2 separate regions of the Ovis aries genome follow, and region 1 is linked to region 2. A link is a contact called in public Hi-C data. All regions are on one chromosome and are shown on one strand. Each heading gives the region's core, a stretch centred on a gene start, on an enhancer-like site or on the middle of the called end of the contact. The rest is flanking DNA. Distances are from core to core; before and after follow the strand shown. Region 1 has its middle 31 kb from the start of NSUN7. Region 2 holds the start of RBM47 (RNA binding motif protein 47).

Region 1 (2,700 bases), core at 52-2,551, 67 kb before region 2:
TTTCATTCTCTTTTTGGCTCTATAATATTACATTGTGTCTATATACCACATCTTCTTTGTCCATTCATCTATTGAAGGAAATTTAGGTTGCTTCCATATCTTGGCTATCATAAATAGTGCTACTGTGAACATTGGGGTGCATTTATTATTTCAAATTAGAATTTTCTCTGGATATATATCCAGGAATGGGATTGCTGGATCATATTGGAGAAGGAAATGGCAACCCATTCCAGTATTCTTGCCTGAAAAATCCCAGGTGAGCTACAGTCCATAAGATTGCAAAGAGCCGAACATAACTTAGTGGCTATACCACTACCACCATGGCAACTCTATTTTTAGTTTTTGATTGCACTGGGTCTTTGTTGCTGCAAGCAGGCTTTCTCCAGTTGTGATGAGCAGGGTCCACTCTTCATTGCAGTGGGTGGGCTTGTCATTGCAGTGGCTTCTCTTGTTATGGAGCATGGTCTCTAGGCTCAAGGGCTTTAGTAGTTGCAGCACACACGCTCAGTAGTTTTGGTGCGTGCTGTGTGGCTCTAGGGCACACAGGCTTCAGAAGTTATGGCACAAAAAAAAAAAAAAAGAAGAAGTTATGGCACACAAGCTCAGTAGTTGTGGCACACAAACTTAGTTCCTCCTTGCTATGTGACATCTTCCAGGACGAGGGGTCAAATCTGTGTCCACTGCATTGGCGGTGGACTTATGCACTGCACCACCAGGGAAGTCCTATTTTTAGTTTTTTAAGGACACTCCATGTTGTGTGAGTAGTGGCTGCACTGCACTAATTTATATTCCCACCAACAATGTAAGAAGGTTCCCTTTTCTCCATACCTTCTCCAGCACTTATTATTTGTAGACTTTTTAATTGTGGCCATTTGACTGATGTGAGGTAATACTCATCGTAGTTTTGATTTGCATTAGAACCCAAATCTTATCTAATGTGTTAATAAGGAAGCACATACATTATTATATAAAAAATCATAACAGTATTTCAATACATTTTTAAATCATATATGTTTTATTCATTTAAAAACATTTCTTTTAGAACAAGTAAAGAAATCTATGGTGCAAAAAAAGATTAAGAACTCAGCAAATACAGGTTTAAGTACATTGGGACTTGCAACGTGTGCTGGGGGAGAGGACTACTTATGTGTGGTCACTGAACATGCCCCATCCATTCACTCCCTGTTTTTGAATGGAGCTATGCCAGTTTCCATATCCAGCAGAACACCAGGTCCTGGATAGCCCCAGTCCAGAAGCTGAGATGACAGAATTCCTTGTGCTGACCTGTGACCAACTTGAAAACTTACTTGAAACTCTTCTCTGGATCTGCCAAAACTAGATTCAAACTGAGAGTGACCCTTAGCCAGCCCTGGATCTTATTCTCCTTCTTTTTTTTAAAAAAAATTATTTGTTTATTTTTGGCTGCACTGGGTCTTCTTTGCTGCATGCAGGCTTTCTCTAGTTGCAGTGAGTGGGGATTACTCCTCTTCGGCACACAAACTTCTCATTGCAGCAGCTTCTTTTGTTGCAGAGCACAGGCTCTAGGGGCACAAGCTTCATAGTTGCAGAATACAGGCTCAGTAGTTGCAGTGTGTGGATTCTAGTTGGTCTGTGGCAAGTGGCATCTCCTGGACAAAGGGTCAAAACCGTGTCCCCTGCTTTGGCAGACAGACTCTTATCCATTGTACCACCAGGGAAGTCCAGCTTTGGATCATCTTAATTTCAGATTTTCATCCTTGTACCAAGCTCTGGTATTGTGAGATGGGTTAGCACATACTGAATGGAGTTCGCCCATCACCAGTGCCATCACTGCATTTATGCCTTAATTTTCCATTAAATACCTTGGAAAGTATCAGATAATAGCCGTCCCAAACCCTAAGCAGAAGTAGAAGAACAATACTGATGAAGCCATGAGTTATACAAGCCATGTCATTTCAGTGGTTGGACCAGGAGTACTGGCAAGACAAAAAGATAATTTGCTCAAGGAAAAGTCAGCCATCTAATAACAGTGGTTTAGTTAAACCATCACATTTCAGTTATAGCTGTTTGTTGCACATTTAAAGTGATCTTGCAGGCAAAAGGTTAAACTTACTATGTGTTAATTACCTCCAGGTCCATCTGGTATTTCTAGTTTTTTATGTTCGTGGAATGAGAGTGAAAAGGAAAAATGATTCCTTGTTTTCACTCAGCTTAAACTGTGTGTGACAAACAGAATTTGCTATACAGCTGGAGCTGCCTTTCTGATTAATATTTTACTTATAATTTTAGTATAGTATATAATGGGTAAAGGAAGAGTCTTAAAAACAGAAACTCTGGATTCTAACCCTGATACTTGCGCCACTTACGTTGCGACTTATGTTGTTATATGAGTCCTTATATTTTGCTATGCTTGAATTTCCTCGAACTATTGACATAGAGATTGTGAGAGGAGTGAAGGAAGTGGGAGAGAGAGAAAATTGGTGTGAAGCTCTTTTGCATTTACTGAAATGTTGAACAGACATATAATTTCTACTAGTTATAGTTTGCCTTGCAAATAGCAAGTGAATGTTTGTTGATTTGAATTCATCTGGAGTTGGTATCATTCCTTATGCTTCAAAGTACTTTGTAATAAATAATGAACTAATCAAATAACTGTTATTAGTGGGTTTTATTTTTTTGTTGTTGATTTCCATGTAAAAAACAGAATGGTAGCTCAAGTTT
Region 2 (2,700 bases), core at 72-2,571:
AACTCAGAAGGTCCCTGACACTGTGAGGCTCTCAAGGTAACAATCCTGATACTTATGGAAAAGAAAAGAAAAATCTGAGCTATGTGGAGTCAGAGTTTTTAAGTTGTCTTGAGGTTGTGGAACCCTTGTCTGTACCTGGCATCTTAGATATGGTGAGAGAACCTTGAAGGGGTCACAGTGCCAGATCTTCATATAGTAACAAGGAATGAATCTAAAACTCAGAAAACATTTAATTGATCTGTTAAGTCTTGCACCATAGGGAAGATAAAAAGTCAAAGAGATTTAAAATGTTTCAGAATTCTTGGCTGGTTTGAAGGAATCATTTTTCCAAAAGGTGGCAAACACTGCATTTAGATTTAACGAGCTGAGAAATGTCTCGGCCTCACCACTCGGGGAAAACGCGCTCTAGCTGACCTCAGTGCCTTCAATCTGCAAAACAGGAATGAAGTGCTCCACAGGATGGAACTGTAGGGTAAAACGAGGTGGGTTAACCTGCACCGCAAAGTACTAAAGGCCTCATTCGGGTAAAGGGGCTATGGTTTCTTTAAGAGGGAAGTTAAGTGTAGAAAAAAGGGCATCAGCACTGCACATCCTAGTCGTCAATAATTACTTTCAAATACTTATGAAGAGCTTAAAAATTATTTCCCCCAGTTTCACACTGATGTTTAAATGATAATGACCATTATTTGTCCAGCATTGGATAGGATAAGTAACTCTCCCGGTGTCAGACAGCAAATTAGGTGCCTAAATTCGAATTCGAATGAAGCACCCATCCGTGGTAGATGGCTAGATCCTGAGTTCCCTCGCTGTCAGAGAACTTCATGGAGTGTACAGGTCAATTTATTTTCATGTATCTTGTCCATCTTGCAACTTTTAAGTGAGATGGAGATCACTTAAACACTATTTTTACAGGACCTTTATTTTTCATGATATTCAATGATTGTAAACTGCAGAAATTTCACCGTGAGAATCTTCCAGATAGGGAGGCTGGGAGAGGTTAAAAAAAAAAAGAAAGAAACTGGCTCATGGCTTTACAACTAGAGAGTGGCAGTGTTGGCTCAAGAGCCCACTTCTCTGATCACGACCCCACCTCTTCAGAAAAAAAGCTATAGCACAAATAATAATAATTTTTAGAAATAGTGGCATTAGTGGCAACACAGTGTGCCAAGCACTGTTCTAACATTTTTGTATGTATTAACTCATTTAACCCGCAAAAAAAAAAAAAAAAAGATTTTAACTATTCCTTCACTAAAACAGCCCAATGAGAAGCAGCACTTTTTTTTTCCTCCCCTCAGTTGAATGACAGTGCAACCCGAAATCACAACTCCGTTTTAGGTTCCTGGTGGTGCCTGCTTCCTCTTCTAGTTTGTTTAGTCACAGAATTCGATTCCTGTTGGCCGATTACGCGCCTACAAACAGGCTTAGCGCTCTATTGAAATGCGTGAGGCTCCTTAACTCTTGTATAAACAGGTAATGCGAAGGGGTGGGGCACAGATTGCGGATTTCTTGAGGATGGGGCTGGGATGGGGGTTAGAACCGGCTCCCTAGAGGATCGGGCCGAGGTTAAGGGAGGGCTTGGCTGCTGTTTTAAAATGCAGTGTTTTTTTGTACCCTTTCTAGAAACCAGCTGTAACTTTAGGTCAGAGCGTATTAAAATGAGCCACTTCTGAACCAGCAGCGCCCAGGCCCCAGGCCCTGCTGTGAAGGCCCCGGCAAAGGTCAGGGCTTGGTCCGCGTGACGCTCCTTCCCGTGCCGGTCCGAGCTGCTCTGCCTCAGGTAAGGACACTCTCGGGAGGTCCCCCCTTCCTCCAGGCCCGCCGCCGAGCTCGCTGTGATCCTACCTGGTTACACGACTTCTTTAGAGGGGTGTGGGGGAGGGAAGGACGGGGGTGGGGTGTACCGACCGGCTCGTGATTCAACAGCTGGTTCCTTATTCCTCAAACGTGGTTCTGCTTGGTTTCCCTCAACCGCCCAAAGCGGGGGGCCAGACGTCTGATTTCGGGCAGATGTCCTCAGGTGGAGCAGGTGCCACTGCTGGGGCTATTTCTTGGTTGTCTAAAATGGATGTGACTTTTTGAGCGGGGAGCGACAAGTCTGTGTGGTGAAGTCCCCACGTCTCTTCCCCATCAAGGCAGATTTGTTTTGTTTTGTTTTTTTCCCCAACCTTCAGCAAAGGTATCTGCGCTCCTAAAACAACAGGAATGTTGCACTGGCCTTCAGCCAGCGGAGGCTCAGCGAGCAGGATAAAATTTCAGAGCAGATTTACGGGAAGTTGCCGGTGTTGGGAGTAAAAATCTGGTTTGGTGAGTTTAAGGGAAGGGAGTAGACGAGAGACAACCTTGCTACTGTGAGGCGAACGGCCTCAGATGGGGGAGGGCAGAAGCGGGAGGAGGGAACAGGGAAGAGCCGGAGCCGAGGCTCGAGCGCTCCCCGCGCGCAGCGCCGGACGCACGCAGGGCTCCCGGGGCCGCCGGTCTCCCCCGGGTGCGGGTCCGGCGCCGCTCTGCCAGGGGAACTCGCCGCGCTTTCGAATTCTCGCTCCCGCCAGGAATTTAGCCCCGAGAGAACTGCCTTCTGGTTATCGCGCCGGCTTCTCACTTTGGAATGTGCAGTTGGGACAGTGAGAAGTTGGGGCTCGGGGAGTTGTCCTCGGAGAGTTTCTCTCCTGCGGGTTTCCAAGGTTAAGAGATTCTGACAAA

What was found. Hi-C and Micro-C count contacts between places; a contact is called where the count stands out from the background.
Region 1: a Hi-C map of tail adipose tissue shows a contact between it and region 2, with 1.8 times the contacts expected there. The contact joins the enhancer-like site here to the promoter of RBM47 in region 2. A contact is called at or near these places in 2 of 16 Hi-C or Micro-C datasets (liver and tail adipose tissue).

The regions. Positions count from the first base shown.
Region 1 is chr6:60,346,927-60,349,626 of ARS-UI_Ramb_v3.0, reverse strand. No RefSeq gene overlaps it. Among named protein-coding and RNA genes, the nearest start is that of NSUN7, 31 kb to the left of the region's middle. Within about 2 kb of position 1,301, at least 2 of the 54 cell types and tissues checked have an H3K27ac peak or open chromatin away from gene starts, as enhancers often do. A contact at or near this core is called in tail adipose tissue, where this site is marked.
Region 2 is chr6:60,279,931-60,282,630 of ARS-UI_Ramb_v3.0, reverse strand. It overlaps RBM47 (RNA binding motif protein 47), which reads left to right and starts at 1,321. Exons shown (of 8, transcript XM_060416994.1): 1 at 1,321-1,470; 2 at 1,621-1,777; 3 at 2,172-2,304.